3 separate regions of the Sus scrofa genome follow, and all the other regions are linked to region 3. A link is a contact called in public HiChIP or PLAC-seq and promoter capture Hi-C data. All regions are on one chromosome and are shown on one strand. Each heading gives the region's core, a stretch centred on a gene start, on an enhancer-like site or on the middle of the called end of the contact. The rest is flanking DNA. Distances are from core to core; before and after follow the strand shown. Region 1 holds the start of PPP2R1A (protein phosphatase 2 scaffold subunit Aalpha). Region 2 holds the start of LOC100737585. Region 3 holds the start of LOC100626048 (vomeronasal type-1 receptor 4).

Region 1 (2,700 bases), core at 40-2,539, 52 kb before region 3:
AGGTTCCCAGGCTAGGGGTCTAATCGGAGCTGTATCTGCCGGCCGACACCACAGCCACAGCAACGTGGGATCCGGCAACGCCGGATCCTTGACCAGCGAGGCCAGGGATCGAACCCGCAACCTCATGGTTCCTAGCCGGATTCGTTAACCACTCCGCCACAACGGGAACTCCGCGACTGGTTCAATTTTATAAGTGGGGAAATTGAGGCCCAAAGGGAGGATGGACCTCTTCAATCACCACTCCCAATAATTACAGGTACATTTATTGGGCCTTTACAACAGGTCAGGCGCCGTCTAGTATTTCTTCTGTTATAAACTCTGTCACTCACTACCATCCAAGGAGGCCGGGACTATTACTGGCCCACGTTTTATGGAAAACAAGCCCAGATCGGTGAAGTAATGTGCACAAGGTCAATGGGCGGGTGAGAGGTGGGGCTGGGATGGGCGAAGCCCTGAGTCCTACCTCTTCTCGACCCCTCGCCACCCCATGCCACTCATCAGAAACGACAGCCCGCTTGGTAAACTGCCCCCCCCCGCCCCCGGCCCCAGTTAAGGGGAGAACACCGGAAGGGGGGGCCAGTGGCTAGCTGGCAATTCGCTTCGGAATTTAGCTAGTTCCACCCTTGGGAGTGGGGTTTTGGCCTCCCGCTTCTTTCGGAGGGTCTACACCAAAACTGCCGGGAGAAGAAGAGCAGGATTTGGAAAGTCATCCTTCACGTCTCCGTCTCCATTTGGAGAGATTACACCCACAGCGCTGAGCCCCAGCCGCACGAACCCAGAAAGGAGAAAACCTACGCGGGTCCCCACCAATCCGGCGGCCCCTCCCCCACTCGGAGAAAGTCGCGAGCCCACTCCATCCCCAAGGGGCCATTCAGGGGCCGCCGCCAATCACCCGGCCCTCCCCTCGCCTCTCCCCCACCCGGTCGGCCGACCCCTCGTGGGCCGCGGCCTCCGAGGCCCGGAGCGGCCACGCGCATTTGGCAGGCCTGGGGACCCTCCAAGCGCGCCCTCTGCGGGGCCGACACCCAATCCCGGACGCCGTCTCATCGAGTCCGGGGAACCGGAGAGGTGTGAGCGGAACACTGATTGGCCGCCGCCCCCTTCCGCCACTCCCTGCGAACACTGAATCTTCTCCGCGAGGGACGCCGGTGCCCCCCAGGTACCCCTTCCTCTCTTCCCCAAGTCCCCCGGAGCCTCCGGACCTGAACATCCTCGTTGCGGAGCTCGTCTATGAGCACCGCGATGGGGTAGAGCGAGTCATCGCCGTCGGCCGCCGCCATCTTGGCTCCGTCTTGTGTCTGTCAGACTGCGGCCGGCGCCGTGCTGAAACCCGGGTAGGGAGGGGCTGGGCCGGGAGGAGGAGAGAAGGACTTGGGGGCGCCCGGGCCACGTTACAGGGGCTGCCCTACATTCATTGGCCGCGCTACGCCGGGCCAAGCCTGCGTTTCTTTGGCCCGGACAAATAAAGTCCCGCCCACTGCCCATTTGCCATTGGTCCAAGGGAAGAGATTGAGCTTGCCGGAGCCTAGGAGGGGGGAGGAGGAAACGGAAGTACGCGGTATCTTAGCGACTAAGATTGTGCCCGCCTACGTCGCCGCCAACAACGGCCTAGACGAGCAGTTGTTTCTAGCCAATGAGGGGCGGGATTGGAAGGTGGCGAAGCCTGCCTGTCCGAGCCCTGGAGAAAGCTTACCCGCGTGCGTCGCTTGGAATGCGTGACATCATGTGGGGAACAGAATCGTACAGGTTTCGGCTTGCGAGGCAGCGGTCCCCCTGCCTGGCGGGAGGGCGCACTCCAAGATTGTTTGTGCGGGAGGAGGTGGGAGTGCGTCCTTGATTTGTGCCGTATTATGCCGAGGCCTAGGGAAGGATGGCGACTTAACCTTATTCTCTGGGTAAAACCTAGGCCCCTCAGGCTGGTATGTCTATCTGATTTCCTGAACCCTCTCTAGGCACGTCTCCTTTTGGAAAATTGGCTGCCTGAGCACACCATGCTTTTCTCTCTTTCTCTTCCCCCCCCCCCGCCGCCGGACAGTCCAAACCATCTTTCCCAAAGACCCTACCCACTCCACTTAGGAAACTATTCCCCCTAAAAGGGGCAGGGGTGGTGGTGGAGGGGGCTTGCATATTTCAATCCTTGCCCTCCTTATTCCCCGGATATTCCCCTTACCCCAAACCTGCCAGCCCTTTGGAGCTATGGGAGTCCCAGTGTGCCTATGCGTAGGGAGCCCCTGCATCGGACAGATGGAATCAGCAGCTTGATTCTGGTCAGACTGTTCCAAGAGCAGACCCTGACCATGATTATCCAAATGAGTGAGCCAGACAAGTCTCTCAGCACTGCAGTTTGGTTCCACAGTTCCCACCCTAAGAGAGGGATGTCCTTTATCTGACAGTCCACAGTTTCCCCAAGTGGCACACTAAACTGCTCGACCACTGGCAGCAGCCCAGGTTCCTAAGATCTGACCAGTAATGAGAACCATCATACCACACACCCCTGCTTCCAGTTCTGCCCTAACCAGTGGCCCAGGCAACACCATTAGGATTCAGCTTCCCTAAGGAAATCAGTCTTTAAAGAAATCTCAGAGCATGGAGGGTTTGAAGTGCCAGTGGCTTTGACTACAGTGTAGAGCTTAAAGTTTCCCCCAAAGCGATAGGAACCACTTATTCTTGTAAAGCCAGGATATTGCTAGAGCCACAGAA
Region 2 (2,700 bases), core at 80-2,579, 36 kb after region 3:
ATATGAAAAACAAAACAAAAAATAAATGAATAAAATGAAAATTCTGTCAGTAAAGAAGAAAGTGTGAGGAGTTCCCGTCGTGGCGCAGTGGTTAACGAATCCGACTAGGAACCATGAGGTTGCGGGTTCAATCCCTGGCCTTGCTCAGTGAGTTAAAGATCCGGCGTTGCCGTGAGCTGTGGTGTAGGTCGCAGACGCGGCTTGGATCCCGCGTTGCTGTGGCTCTGGCATAGGCCAGTGGCTATGGCTCCGATTAGACCCCTAGCCTAGGAACCTCCATATGCCGCTGGAGCGGCCCTAGAAAAAGCAAAAAGACCAAAAAAAAAAAAAAAAAAAAAGAAGAAGAAGAAAGCGCGAATGTACATCGGGCAAATAAGCAACACTATTCATTGCTATGAGGGCAGGTGTTGGCAAGCATTTTCTGCAAAAGGATAGACAGTATACGTTTCTACTATGAAGGTTGAAATCTGTCCTGAGAACTCAATTCTACCTTTGCAGGGCGAAAGCAGCCAAAGAGAAACACAACGGATGGGCGTGGCTGGATTAGTCCCTGGGTCAGCAGTTACTTAAGCCCCGAACACAAGGCTAAAAACCAGGCAGTTTCAAACTGCTGCTCCCAGAATACCGCCTTGGTACCCAGCGGTCGAGGTTGGAACCTCAACCCAACTAACAGCCAGGAATCCTAGGCGCCCAAACCTAGCAAGTTTCTCTGTACGACAGACACGGACTACACACTCCCTTGTTAATCCGAAATCTGGACCAGACACCCATTAGATGACCATCCAAGGAAGCACCAATAACACCGAACCCCATATTAATTCTCGAACCTCAACCAAAACCTGTGTTCATCATAAATACGACCTGCACCCTTAACAAAGTGATTTGCAAAGACCCCCATACCCTGCTGATCCGGACTTGGTTGCTGATCTCCACAAATTCTTAATCGTTCTAAAGACCACCCTCCGCAAGGTACTCCAACCACAGACAGACGGGTCCCGGTTACTCTCAAATACTTCTACTTTGGTGATTCTCACCAGACTCGGCAATTGTTCCGTTAAGTCCACATTACACGGCGTCCACCCTATGCGTTGACATCACCCTGTAAGAGACAAACCTTCTATGGGTCAAAACACACACACACACACACACACAAAACTTCAAGGGACAAATGCACACACTGACCGGATTTTCTCCAGCCAGCAAGAGGAGTCTAAACCTAACACCTTCCAAGAACCGCTTCTACTTGGCTGTCGCACACATTTTCCGTCCACCTACGGCGGCTGAATTGGGTCTGAGACGTTTGTGGAAACGCGGAAGAACGGGTTTCCGGTAGTTCCTAGAAAGGCAATATGTCTGCGCCCGGTCGCCGGGGCGCCAGTGGGCGGCCACGTTGGGACACTTTACGTACAAAAGGCCGAGGGTGCGGGCTTCCGGGAGGGAACCTGGGGTGGCTGGGAAAGTGAGAAGCCGCTGAATTTAATCTCATTTTTTGCCACGTCCACACTTTAGGAAATGAGCCGATTTTCAGAAACGCGAGGTTTCTAAAGAAAGTATGGAGCTACTTAAACTTCGCCTTGGGGACTGAGCAGTAAAGGAATATCCCGGTGGCCTTTATTTTATACTTTATATTGGGGTCGGGTTTAGAAACTGACAAAGAGTTAAACTGCTGGTGTAGCAGCAGAAAATGAACTCTGGAAAAAGAAAAGGTAATCGGACATCCGCAGAAAGATTTGGAGGTAAATTTCTTGCAGGAAGCAGCTTTTTTTTTTTTTTTTTTTTTTTTTTTTTCTATTTCTTGGGCCTCTCCCGCGGCATATGGAGGTTCCCAGGCTATGGGTCTAATCGGAGCTGTAGCCACCGGCCTACGCCAGAGCCACAGCAACGTGGGATCCGAGCCGCGTCTGCAACCTACACCGCAGCTCACGGCAACGCCGGATCGTTTAACCCACTGAGCAAGGGCAGGGACCGAACCCGCAACCTCATGGTTCCTAGTCGGATTCGTTAACCACTGCGCCACGACGGGAACTCCAGGAAGCAGCTTTTAAGGCCCGAATAAGATTTTTTTTAAAAACTGGCAGTGTGAAACAGGTGATGACATTCTAGAGGAAAAGAGAGAGCTGAGACAAGCCTAAATTTTGACTGGGATTGGGACCTCGGGGAAGTACAGTCATCACTAATAATCAGAGAATTGCAAATCAAACCTGCAATGAAAGACCGCCTCACAAAGTCAGAATGACCATCTTATAAAGTCTACAAATAACATAGGCTGGAGGGCGTGTGGAGAAAGGCAACAGTTCCTATGTGTTGATGGGAATGTACAATGGTGCAGCCACTATGGACAACAGAATGTAAGTTCCTCAAAAAACTAAAAATAGTAACTCCTGCTATGGCGAGTGGGTGAAGAATGTAATTGCACCCTGCCTGCTGCAGAGGTGCAGGTTAGACCCCAAGCCCAGCGCAGTGGGTTAAAGGATCCCACATGGTTGCAGCTGCCACTTGGATGCAACCTCTGGCCCCAGAACTTCCATAGGCTGTGGGTACCATTAAAAAAACAAACAGGATTTCCCTTTGTGGCTCAAATCCAACTAGTCTCTATGAGGATCCGGCATTGCCATGAGCTGTGGCGCAAGTCAAAGACATGGCTGGGATCTGGCGTTGCTGTGGCTGTGGCCAACAGCTGTAGTTCCAGTTTGACACCTA
Region 3 (2,700 bases), core at 18-2,517:
ACTGAAATCGCTTCCAAAATGATTCCCATGCCAAATGATTTCCTGTGCTGTGGCGCCCAAGCCCCCTCTCTCCCTGTCGCTAGGGACGCTTCTGGTCCGGTGCGTCCTCAGACGGTTTCGGGGTGCTGGAGTTCGGGGCTCGCGCCCACCTCTATGACGTAACGTGACCACGCCCATCTCAGCGATCATGGCGGAAGCGGTACCTATGGAGGCTACGGCTCGGAACAGGAGTTGAAATCACTTTTGGCCACCTCCTCGCCTTTCCCTCCTCATTGTTGATCAGCAGCACTTTGATGAATGATCTTTTAAAGGCTGGACCCTATCCAAGGCCGTGGCGGCGCAGGCCGGAGTCTGTTTCGTCTTTTGGACAAAACGGAGAGATGGCGGCGCCCGCGCGCAGTGATGAGAAAGCATCATGGAGGCGGCCATTTTACAGGAAGTACAGTTCCGTACGGCAGAGAGCAGCCCCAACCCCGCTGCCAAGAGCCAGTGTTAAGACGAGCCGTTGGCCCATCATCGAAGTTTGCAGGAGCCGACACAAGTTGTAAAAGCAGCGACCAGACAGTGTGAAAAAACGCTTGTGACTTTAAGTCCTGGTGAAATTTGGCAATGAAGTAGAGCGGGGACGGGGATGAGTACCGCAAGTCTCAACAGGTCTGTTGGTTACAGACCTATTGAGGGGTGGGGCGATGCTGAGACTCTGACTTTGTGAAGAGCAAGGGCCACAGGCCTGGGAATGTGGCTACCTCTCTAGGGAAAGGGGAGGAGTGAAGCTTCAAATATATGCAAATATTTCCTTAAAAAAATAAGGGGTATTTCAGAGTAATTAAGAGATGGCCATGCTATTAGATTGGCATCATTCTCAAAATAAACACATTTAAGAAACATTAGCCGTCATTTGATGCATCCAAGGGGGTAGTAGAGGATATAATCTATAAGTCCTTTTTATTTTTTGTTTTGTTTTTGTACTTCCTTTCTAGAGGTCAATTTAGAATTATAATTTAAATTTTTCATTCTTGTTGGTCTAGATAGTCCAATGTTAAGAATCTTTGTCAAAAGCAAACTTTCTATATTAACCACAAAAAATTTTGGTGAAATTTTTTAAAACTAGGAATAACCTGAATGTTCAATCAGCAGATGAATAGTACGGTAATTTAAACACATCCTTTCAGCAGAGCAGTCTATAGCCGTCAAAAAGCCAATTAGGGAGTTCCTGTTGTGTGGCTCAGACCCTCACTAGTATCCATGAGAGTGCTGGTTCCATCCCTGGCCTCCCTTGGTGGGTTAGGATCCAGCGTTGCCAAGAGCTGTGGCGTAGGTCACAGACAGACTTGGATCTGGCATGGCTGTGGCTGTGGTGTAGGCTGGCAGCTGCAGCTCTGAATCAGCCCCTAGCCTGGGACCCTCCATATGCTGCCTGTGTGGCTCTAAAGAGGAAAAAAAAAATTTTTTTAATAAATTTCTCCTAGGCAGGAAGCATGTCATAGACAATCATAGAAATAGTCCTGAAATATTCTCTGATTTCAATTTTTTTTTTTTTTTTTTTTGTCTTTTTGCCTTTTCTTGGCCCGCTCCCATGGCATGTGGAGGTTCCCAGGCTAGGGGTCGAATCGGAGCTGTAGCCGCCAGCCTACGCCAGAGCCATAGCAACATGGGATCCGAGCCGCATCTGCGACCTACACCACAGCTCATGGCAACGCCGGATTCTTAACCCACTGAGCAAGGCCAGGGATCGAACCCGCAACCTCATGGTTCCTGGTCGGATTTGTTAACCACTGAGCCACAACGGGAAGTCCTGGTTTCAAATATTATGATGGGTGAGTCCCTCAGTACTTCCGTCTTGGCCCAGATTATATCCTGAAAAGCCCTTCCTTGAGGAGAGGGAAATCTCCTCCGTTCCTACCTAGAGATTACCCTAAATTTCTATCTATTCCTAGATTTTATTTCTCCTCATAGCTTTTATCATTTCCTGGACATTTTAGGATCTACTTACTCTTGTTTTCCTTCACTGGATTGTACGGACCACCATAAAAGCTGTTCCCCTGCCTGTTCACTGATGTTGCCTCGATGTGTGACTCAGTGACTTGCGCAGTGATGGTGCATTAAAATATTCCTGGAGGAGTACATCACCCACAGCCAGGATTTCAACTGAATTCTGGGTTGGCCATAGCATGGCAAATTCCCGTTTCCTTTCCTATGGATGGGACTCACTGTAGCTGGGATCTCACGTCCTCATGGGATCACGGGAAAGAAAAAGGGGTACAGGAGAGAGCGAAGACCCCACTTCGAGGCCAGTAGGAAGAAATGAATTCAACAGAAGTCACCTGTCTCAATGCAGCCGGTCACAGAGGAGCCGGGATCCTTAAACGGCAACTCTTCACAGATGTTAGGCCTGTGGACAAAATTCAGGTTTCATCTCCAAGACATTCCAGAAAGATCTCACCTCCTCCAGCTCTCCACCGTTCTCAAAGACTAAGGCTCTGGTTTTGCTTTGGCTTTATTTATGCTAGGCATCATTGTCCTTGTCTGCTTTGTCTCTTTATCATCAGTTAAAGCTCTCTGACACCAAACAGGTTGCACTGTCAATTCTGGGCTTTAGAATTGTCTTTCCCTCCAGTGGCTGAAGACACGCTGATGGGCCCATGCGTTTATTCATTCCCTCTCCAGTATATATGATAACGGTTTGGGTTTTTTCTTTTA

What was found. Promoter capture Hi-C pulls out the DNA fragments that hold promoters and counts their contacts. HiChIP or PLAC-seq counts read pairs in DNA pulled down with a chosen protein or histone mark.
Region 1: an H3K27ac HiChIP or PLAC-seq map of alveolar macrophages shows a contact between it and region 3. The contact joins the promoter of PPP2R1A here to the promoter of LOC100626048 in region 3. A contact is called at or near these places in 7 of 47 Hi-C or Micro-C datasets (blood, fetal heart ventricle, fibroblasts and 3 more) and 1 of 2 datasets of contacts at active chromatin or transcription factors (alveolar macrophages).
Region 2: a promoter capture Hi-C map of liver shows a contact between it and region 3, with 1.8 times the contacts expected there. The contact joins the promoter of LOC100737585 here to the promoter of LOC100626048 in region 3. A contact is called at or near these places in 2 of 5 promoter capture datasets (fetal liver and liver) and 7 of 47 Hi-C or Micro-C datasets (differentiating spermatogonia, embryonic fibroblasts, epiblast stem cells and 4 more).

What each region holds. Positions count from the first base shown.
Region 1 is chr6:57,963,659-57,966,358 of Sscrofa11.1, forward strand. PPP2R1A (protein phosphatase 2 scaffold subunit Aalpha) reads right to left here and starts at 1,290. Exons shown (of 15, transcript NM_214024.1): 1 at 1,203-1,290. The coding sequence starts at 1,280.
Region 2 is chr6:58,052,227-58,054,926 of Sscrofa11.1, forward strand. LOC100737585 reads right to left here and starts at 1,330. Exons shown (of 14, transcript XM_013998720.2): 1 at 1,183-1,330; 2 at 901-1,099.
Region 3 is chr6:58,015,995-58,018,694 of Sscrofa11.1, forward strand. LOC100626048 (vomeronasal type-1 receptor 4) reads right to left here and starts at 1,268. Exons shown (of 5, transcript XM_013998724.2): 1 at 1-1,268.